Regions from separate parts of the Mus musculus genome. Here all the other regions are linked to region 2. A link is a contact called in public HiChIP or PLAC-seq and promoter capture Hi-C data. All regions are on one chromosome and are shown on one strand. The core of a region is the stretch at or near the end of the contact, and the rest is flanking DNA. Distances in the headings are between cores, read along the strand shown.

Region 1 (2,950 bases), core at 227-2,726, 840 kb after region 2:
TTGCCACAGATGGCTCCCATGCTGCTCATTAAGCACCCCCAGAAGCCCAGCCATCATTTTTTTGTTGTGGGACTTTTTTTGTTTGTTCATTCATGTTTTTTTTTAAGGTTTATTTTATTTATATGAGTTACTGTAGATGTCTTCAGACACATCAGAAGAGGGTATCAGAAGCCATTACAAACGGTTGTGAGCCAACATGTGGTTGCTGGGAATTGAACTCAGGACCTCTGGAAGAGCAAATAGCTAGTGCTCTTAACCACTGAGCCATTTCTCCAGCCTCCTTGTTCATTCATGTTTTGTGACAGGGTCTCTCTATGTAGCTAAGGCTGGCCTCAAACTCATGATGTGATCTAGGCTGGCCTCAAGCCCCCAACATGGCTGTACACCATCAGACCCAGCTTCTGGGCCTCTTACTGTTCTCTCATCTTGCCAAGAATTTCAGTGGGCAAAGATACCATAGTATTAGCAACACTGTAGGAAACAAAGAATGCTTGTTTGTTTATTTGAGACGGGGCTTCTCTATGTAGCCCAGGTTGTCCTGAGGGTCACTATGTAAATGAGGCTGACCTGCCTCTGTCTCCATAGTGTTGGGATTAAATGTGTGCTCCACCACTGCTTGGTGGAGGTCGACCCTTTTAGGATCCAATAACCAGCTGAGCCGGAGCCACAGTTCTGGGACATTTGTTCCTCAGTCAAGGATAAAGGAGAGAGACAACCCTAGGTCAACAGTCATGGTGTATAATTTTGAATAGCTCCTCCCCCCGTTTATACTTCCTCCTCTTCCCCTTCTCTTAGAAGCAACAGGGACTTGCCAAGCCTGACTCCTGGCCTTTTGGAAGAGCCTATGAGACCTCAGTAACTGATGAGGTCGAAGCATTCCTGGGTCCCTGGATAGCAATCCTAATGTCCCTGGTGGCCTTCTTTGGACACTCACCCCATCATCCAGGCCCGGCTGGGGCCAGTAGACCTAGAGCCCGGTTGGAGAGGGAGGTCTACTCAGCTAGTTTCATGGCGGCCTGGGCCTGACACTGGGGAGAAAGGAGTTAAAGGCAGGTCCCAGGATCACAGGGACCGGGAAGTTCCGGTGGCCCAAGCTAGAGTCGCTCAGGGAGACCAGCTGAGAGAGTAGTTTGGGACAGAAAGGGAGGCGGTACCAGTCATACCGAGCGGCGTTTCACCACCTCCCCACCCCCCCATCAACGCTTGGCACACACTGGTAAACGCCCCCCACCTCCATCCCAGCCTCAAGGCCGGTTTCCCCTTAGTCCCCTGCAGGCCGCCCTCATCCCAGTCTAATCGGAGGACAGCGATCGAGCCCCTCCACGTTCTGGAGGCCAGCGGGGCTACGCCACTCGGCCATTGTCTGCGCGCAGCCGGTTGAGGGGCTCGAGGGGCGGGGCCGCGGCGCGGGGCGGGAGCGAGGGAGGGGCGGGGGGAGATGCTGAACCTTCAGGGGCGGAGGCGGCGGCGGCGGCGACGGCGGCAGCGGCCGCAGAGAGCACAGCGCGAGCCGGGAGGGCAAGCAAGGCGGCGAGCGTGCAGCCGGAGGTCCAGCTGGGAGACTGCACCCGGTGCTGGCTGCGCGACGCCGCGCTGCTCTGGGCTCGGACGGCCTCTCCCATGCGCTGAGAGCGCCCGGCTGGGCTGGGAGGGCGGCCGGACCGGAGGATCCTCTCCATGGTCCAGAAGAGCGGCATGTCCCGGGGCCCTTACCCACCTTCCCAAGAGATCCCTATGGAGGTCTTCGACCCCAGCCCACAGGTAAGGCGAGGTGGCAAGCTCGAGGGAAAGGGCCGCTCCTACGGATCTTGGGGTCGGCTTGGAAAGCCCCGGGAAGGAAAGGGTTATATGCCCCGCGTGGATGGGAGAGGGGTGTCTGCGCGACCCTCCATTCTCGAGGGTTAATGATCGATGGACTATTGGTCCGAGTCGGGTTGCGGTGCTGCGGAGCGGAGAGGAGGCGGTTGGAATGCCTGTCAACCTCGCCTCCAGGTCTCCCCCGCGTCCAGGTTCCTGCTGCTGGGGTACTGGCTCCAGCAGGCTGACAGCGGGGATGCTGATGGGGGTTGGGGGGAATCCAGGCCTTGAGAAGCGGAGTTGGAGGGAGGCTGGAGAGCGAATCGGGCGAGGGGGGCGACGCAGAGCACGTTTAGGGGCGCTAGTGGGTGTGGGTGGGGCGGGGGTAATACTGGGAAAAGGCCTAGACGATGGTCAGAGGGCGTTGCCAACAGGCCTTCGAAGGCTCAGACATTGGCTTTCGAAGGTGGAGAAGAGATCAGCTCAGGGAGGCCCTCCCCTAGTCACCTGGTCTCCATCCCTGTCTTGGATGTTTCCCTACTCCCAACACCCACATTAGCTTACCCCACCCCCTGCCCCAAGGGGTGGGAGCCGCCAAAGTTTGGAAAGTTGGATGGGTGCCAACTCACTGTCTTGGAGTGGAGGTCGCTGTTTTACCTGGGGGAGGGGCGCTGCCCTCTAGCACGTTCACTTTTCCTATGTGCCTGGGTTATTCCTAGGTAGGGGCGTTCTTGGGCATACAAGGTCCCCCTAGAATGACCAGCAGGGCATGTGGTGGCCATGCCAGGGGATTTCTCTAGGACTTGTCCTTCTCCAAGGATAGCATTAACACTTGCATTGCTGTGGCCAGCCTGGAGCAACTGTAAGCAACATGATGTGGTTGATGGGTGTGTATGGGGGGGGGGGTCAGGTCAGACCTAAAAATACTTCGTCTCTCCACCCCAGGCCCCTTGGAGTCTGGGAGGCAGCTGACTGATGCCTTCCTTTCAGCTGTCCCCTGTCCCTCTGAAGGCCACTCCCTTTGCCCAGCTGGGGTGAGGTAGTGCTGTGAAAGAGTCTTGAGGTTCACTGTAGAATGCTCTTAGGTCTGTAGAGAGCCTCAAAACTAGTTTAGCTGTATGCTCAGTTTTAGAGAAGGAAAGAGGATCATAGA
Region 2 (3,042 bases), core at 54-2,553:
AACAGCCAGGGCTGTTTCAGAGAGAAACCCTGTCTTGAAAGAAACAAAACAACAAACAAACAAATATAGTTTACGGGGCTGGGCAGTCATAGTGGCCCACGCCTCCCTCTGAGGTAGAGGCCAGCGGATCACTGTGAGTTCCGGGCCAATCTGGTCTACAGACTCTGAGTTCCAGGACAGTGAGGGTTACACAGACAAAGTGTCTCAAAAAAAAAAAAGAAAGAAAGAAAGAAAAGAAAAGAAAGAGAAAGAGAAAAAGAAAGAAGAATTTCAGGGATCAGATGTAGCAGGTGGATCAGGATTTAAAGGCCAGCAGAAGCGGGGACAGAGGTAGATTCCAGTGCACACCAGCTTCCTCCAGCTCCTCGTTTCAATATTATCCTTCCAGAATATGCCTTCCTAATCAGTAACTCGACCGCACACACAGCCTACGTCTAGCGAGCGCCTTCAGATTTTCATCTTCCCTCAATTTCACGCCGCTCCAACAGGGATCCTTCAACTGCAGGTGCTTCCAAGAGCATCTCAGAACATCACTCCGACTCCCTCTCATCCCACACTCTCAACATCTCCCCCAGTGTAAACACGTTCGCTCTCAATCCTCCTCCTCACCCCGATCAATCCCGAAACGTCACACCGATCCTCCTAAACTCGAGAGCATCCTGCCAATAATTACCTTTCCCCAACAGGTCCTCCCTTCCCCATCTCCCCCTCCGCGCACGGCTCCCCTCCTACCTCACCCAGAGTTGCCAGTCTTACTCACCTCACCCAACCCTTCAGGATCTCTAATTTCCTGTCTCTCAAAAAACCTCCCTCCTGCCCATTTGCTCAGTCGGTCCCCGCCGCCCTCCACTCGGATGGCCCACGCCCCCTCTCCAGGGTCTCCAGGCCCCGCCCCCAGGACCCCCTCTCCGCATCAGGCCCCTCCTCCGGTGTCCCTCCCCCCCCCCACCACAGTCCCCCCTTCCCGGCTCTCCCTCCCACTCAGGTCCGCAGGTCACCTCAGCGGCGGGCTCAGCCGCCCCGGCGTCTTTCCCACTCGGCGGGGGGCTGCTCCGGGAGCGAATCCTCCGTCACCTCAGTCCTGGTTTAGTCCTGCTCGTTCGCCCCGCGGCAAGCTCTCTCGCTCTCTCTCGCTCTCTCTCTCTCTCTCTCTCTCTCTCTCTCTCTCTCTCTCTCTCTCTCTCTCTCTCTCTCTCTCTCGCCGCCGCCCCTTTTACCAACCCGGAAATGGATCCGCTCCCACCGTCCCCAGCGTCCGCGAACAAAATGGAGGCGGGGGAAAAGGAGGAGGGAGCCGAGGGCCGAGGGCCGCGGGACGCATGCGCTCAGGGAAGCCTGCCCTCTACCGGCGCACGTGGGGGCGGAGCGCCACCATCTTGAGAAGGTCGCGAGTCCGCAGTTGGAAGTCCCGTTTGCATCTTGGGACTGCAACTGGGGCCGCCTGCGAGGCTTTCAGTAACGAGTGATGCCAGGATTCGGTCCATGAGATGCTTATTTAATTGGTTGGATGCGGCCTGAGCGTCTCGACCTTTAAAATTGCGCAGGTAGAGAACCAGTGAGCTAACTGATGTATCTCAAGTATGTTTTCTTTCGTGTTTATTTTTTTGCGCGCACACACACACACCATAAGCCCTAATATGGTCTAGAGTACCCTTGAAGAGGCCCAACAGACAAGCTCTGGTTGTCATAGCAACAGAGAGGCGAGCTTCTTCTAGCAGGTCATTGGTTAGGTCGTTGTAACCACTTAACTAGTGATCCCCAGCTCGGTAGGCTGAGGCATGGTGTTGTGAACTCCTCTATAGGTGCTTGGATGAGAGAGGGGAGTCCTTGTCGCTTGCTGGTTTCCATTGCTTAACTCTGTTGCCGATGACTAAGGATCTCATCTTCATACACAAAGCTCGCCACCACACCAAGCAACCCCATTGCTACCCTATGTCTCACTGCTTCTCCATCCAGTCAACCCAGTGACCAGGGCTGAACCTCAAGTAAAAGGCCAATATCAGCTAGCACTTAATCCCCACTCACTAACTGTGTGTTCGTGGGTCTCAGCTACCTCATAGTGTTTGTCCTTTCTCACAGTGCTTGAAGGCTCATCAGGTAATGAATGAATGGGAAAGCATGTGATAAGCCATAGCCTGTTATTATTTTTGTTTTCCCTCTGTTCTGCCCCACCCACTAGTGCTAAATGTCACATTGAACATTTGCTTTGGGCCATTCATTGAGCTCTGTACCTGGGGATGGTTCCAGATGTGACTCAAGCAGACAGCTTCTGCCCTCCGGGAGCTCACCATGCTGGTGTATGGTGCTCATGCGGGCTGGCATGTAAACAGACAGCTGACGTCCAAGTCAGTGTGCGATTAGAGTTGTGACATGTGCCGGGATGTCACAGGAGTGATGAATTCCTGCTGAAGAATGAGAAGAGATTTGTAAATGGTTTGAACTAGCCCCTGCAAGATGAGTAGAATTTTGCTGGGCTCTGTAGCTCAGAGGAGGCAGAGGCAGGCAGATCTCTTAGCTGGGGGCCACCCTGGTCTACAGAGCAAGTTCCAGGACAGCCAGGACTGCACAGAGAAATTCTGCCTCAGAACACCAAAACAAACAAAACAAGAAGAAGAAGGGGGCTGGAGAGATGGCTCAGTGGTTAAGAACACGGATTGCTCTTCCAGAGGTCCTGAGTTCAATCCCCAGCAACCACATGGTGGCTCACAACCATCTGTAATGGGATCTGATGCCCACTTCTGGTGTGTCTGAAGACAGTGACAATGTACACTCATATATAAAATAAATCTTTTAAAAAGAAGAAGAAGAAGAGGAGGAGGAAGAAGAAGAAAGAGGGGGAGGAAGAAGAAAAAAGAGGAGGAGGAAGAAGAAAGAGGAAGAAGAAAAAGAAGGAGGAGAAAGAGGAGGAAAGAAAAAAGATGAATAGGATTTTGTTACTAATCAGTGAAGGCGGGGAACACATACCAGGCATGATCAGTGGATGCAAAGGTAAAGATGCTCAGATAGCTACGTCATGAATATCTGATAATGGGGCGGCTGGAC
Region 3 (2,860 bases), core at 53-2,552, 530 kb after region 2:
GGGAAGGTGGGTGTGTCGGAAGCTCCTCCCTTTAACCTGTACCATTTGCATCTGTGTCTGGCAGGATAGGAACCTTGCAAGGGGAACTGTAAAATAAAGCATCCATTTCCTACCTCCCTCAGCAAGACACCTGTCTGGTCTTCTCCTCTCTGGCCTCTCCTGTGACTGATGGGGTCAGCCTCTGTGGCTTTTGTATTTTCTGCAGAGAGGAAGAGTGCTGGGTCCTGTCTAAAAACTCTAAGCGGCCTGCAACCAGTCATACCCTTTCCTTCAGCTAACCAAATCAGAAGGCCAAAAGAGAGGCATTGGTGGATGGCCTACCTGGCAAGGATCAGGGGTGGTAAGGCCTCAGTGACTCAAGAAGGAGGAGGAAGAGGAGGAAGAGGGCTTCTGGGTTAGGAATCCAGATCTGTGCCCACCTTAACCCAGATAGGGACACATAGCTCATCTCCAAATCCCTCCCCACCCCACCCCACCATACATTTGCCCTTGACACCCAAGGAAAGATCTCCTGTGTGATGACTACACAGATAGACACACATGTCCCCACAGACACACACACACACACACACACACACACACACATGAGCACTCGCGTGCGCACGCACAACACGCCCATGCAGAGGCACAGACACCCAGGGAGGCAAATCTTTCCCTTTCTCTGTCTTTCCCTTGGTTTGAATTTTGTTCAGCCACATATGTTGTGTGTGCGTGAGGGTGGGTGGGGGAGGGGCAGACAGGGATGAGGAATGGCATGGTGCCAGCATCTACCTATGGGGCTTGGGCCAGGGATGCCCCCCACACCCACCCTGGAAGGAGCCTCAGCTGTCCCTTTGTGGTGGAGGGGATTCTCTTGGGGAGCGGCAGTAAGCACCGAGGTCCCTTCTCCACACCCCAGGGTCTGGTCCTGACCCACCTTAGGGACCTGGAGACAGGGAAATGGACAGATCAAGACCCTGGAGAGAGCCCTGAATTGGCCTGGCAACCACAAACCGCCAATTCCCAGACTTGCCACCCCATTGTTCCCATGTGGGGGGTTCTATATCTGAGGGGGGCAAATCCTCCCACCTCCCTCTCAATCTCTGCTTTTCCTGCGTTGGGCGGGGAGGGGAGGGCGGCAGAGATATTTATTTATTTCCTTTATTTATTTAATTTTTTTTTTTTTTTTTGGAGTAGAGAGTGACAGATGGCGGCGGGTCCCGGGGGAGCCGGCTCTCCCCCAATGCAGACGCATGCCAATCACCGTCTCTCATGTGATAGCTGCTGCCCGTGACGTGCCAAGCCCATATGGCCTGGCATAGAGGCTGGTACCCCGCCTGGTAGAGATGCCACACTCGCTCCGCGGCTCGCATGGCGCTCTGAAGACGCCGGCGCCCGCCGCCTTGAGGAACCGCTGCCCCCGCTCCCTGAAGATGGGGGAACAATGAAATAAGCGAGAAGATTCCTCTTCTCCCCCCTCTCTCTCTTGCCCCCTCCCCCCTCCCCTCCCCTCTCCCCTTGACTCCTCTCTGAGGTAAGTTGTCCGAGAGGGAGCTAGATCTGACCTGCTATTAGTGGTGGGGGGGCGCTGCTTCGGACATGGAAGTCCCCCCCAGTTCTCCTATTCCTGGGACCCTACCCCCTTACGGGATGGGCAGCGGGGGCGCCCCGTGTTCTCTCTCCCATTGGGGCCGCAGCTTAAGGGGCTGCGGAAGGAGATGGTATGCCTAGGATGGGCTGAGGGGGAAGGGTCATGAGGCACTCGAAGAAGCGAAGATGGGACCCCCCCCATGACTGTCCCGAAGGAACCTGTGACCTTTTCCCACCACCAAAAAAGATAAGCAAACAAATAAATTTGGATTTTTCCCCAAGGATCTCAAAATACAACGAGATCTGTAGAGACGTGTGGGAGGGAGGGAGTTTGAAGAGGGGAAGAGGGTCCCTGACCGCAAGGGAGACGAACAGGGTTCGCTTTTGGGTCTCCTCCCCACGCCCGGCTTCTTCAGTCCCCGCACCCGGAGCCCGCTCCGGGAGACCCGTAAGCAGCAGCTAGAGAGGAGACGGTGCTCCGGTGTCTAGAATTGGGGCTGCGGGGGTGGGGGCCCGGCCGGGGGCGGCGCGCGGCCAACTTGCAAATTGGATTAGGGAGCTTGGGGGTGAGAGGCACCGGAGGGCTTGGGGAGCCAGGCCGAGGGGCCGGACCGTGGAGAGGAGGAACCGGGGCAGCGTCCCCACGGCGGCCGCCCAGCTTCTCTCCGTCACCGGGAGAGAGCTGGCTTTCGGGCGAGAGCACCGCCTCCCCGGGAAGATGGACCTGGTCCCTTAACCCCCCACCTGGTCAAGCTCTCTGGGACCCCGACACCGGCCGAGAGCAGCTTCCTTCCGGGCCAGGGGCGGAGCAGGAGCCCGGATCTCGGGCAAGGGCCTGGGCCGCGGTCCCCCACTGGCAGCCGGGCAGGGCTGGGCCGGCTCTGGGCGGGGCAGCAGGACGTAGTGGGCATCGGGGGCCCCTGAGCTGGGGCGCTCACGGAGACTTGGGGGGTGGAGGCGGGTTGGGGGGTCGTGGTGACCCCGGCGCGCCCCTCACTCTGTGCTGTCTGTCTCCCCGCCCCCGGGGCGCCCTCAGGCACCATGCTGACCCGCCTGTTCAGCGAGCCCGGCCTCCTCTCGGACGTGCCCAAGTTCGCCAGCTGGGGCGACGGCGACGACGACGAGCCGAGGAGCGACAAGGGCGACGCGCCGCCGCAGCCTCCTCCTGCTCCCGGGTCGGGGGCTCCAGGACCCGCCCGGGCCGCCAAGCCAGTGTCTCTTCGTGGAGGAGAAGAGATCCCTGAACCCACGTTGGCTGAGGTCAAGGAGGAAGGAGAGCTGGGCGGCGAGG

The links. Promoter capture Hi-C pulls out the DNA fragments that hold promoters and counts their contacts. HiChIP or PLAC-seq counts read pairs in DNA pulled down with a chosen protein or histone mark.
Region 1: a contact with region 2 is called in a FOXA1 HiChIP or PLAC-seq map of pancreatic cancer cells. The contact joins the promoter of Cacnb1 here to the promoter of Wipf2 in region 2. A contact is called at or near these places in 2 of 115 datasets of contacts at active chromatin or transcription factors (large pre-B cells and pancreatic cancer cells).
Region 3: a contact with region 2 is called in a promoter capture Hi-C map of embryonic stem cells, with 2.9 times the contacts expected there. The contact joins the promoter of Neurod2 here to the promoter of Wipf2 in region 2. A contact is called at or near these places in 5 of 39 promoter capture datasets (embryonic stem cells, hippocampal neurons, liver and 1 more), 1 of 484 Hi-C or Micro-C datasets (embryonic stem cells) and 2 of 115 datasets of contacts at active chromatin or transcription factors (large pre-B cells and pancreatic cancer cells).

Annotation. Positions count from the first base shown.
Region 1 is chr11:98,021,153-98,024,102 of GRCm38.p6, reverse strand. Cacnb1 (calcium channel, voltage-dependent, beta 1 subunit) reads left to right here and starts at 1,476. Exons shown (of 14, transcript NM_001282977.1): 1 at 1,476-1,761. The coding sequence starts at 1,678. It also overlaps a transcript of Rpl19 not described here.
Region 2 is chr11:98,861,859-98,864,900 of GRCm38.p6, reverse strand. It overlaps Wipf2 (WAS/WASL interacting protein family, member 2), which reads right to left and starts at 1,303. Exons shown (of 8, transcript NM_197940.2): 1 at 999-1,303.
Region 3 is chr11:98,328,087-98,330,946 of GRCm38.p6, reverse strand. It overlaps Neurod2 (neurogenic differentiation 2), which reads left to right and starts at 1,302. Exons shown (of 2, transcript NM_010895.3): 1 at 1,302-1,513; 2 at 2,606-2,860. The coding sequence starts at 2,611.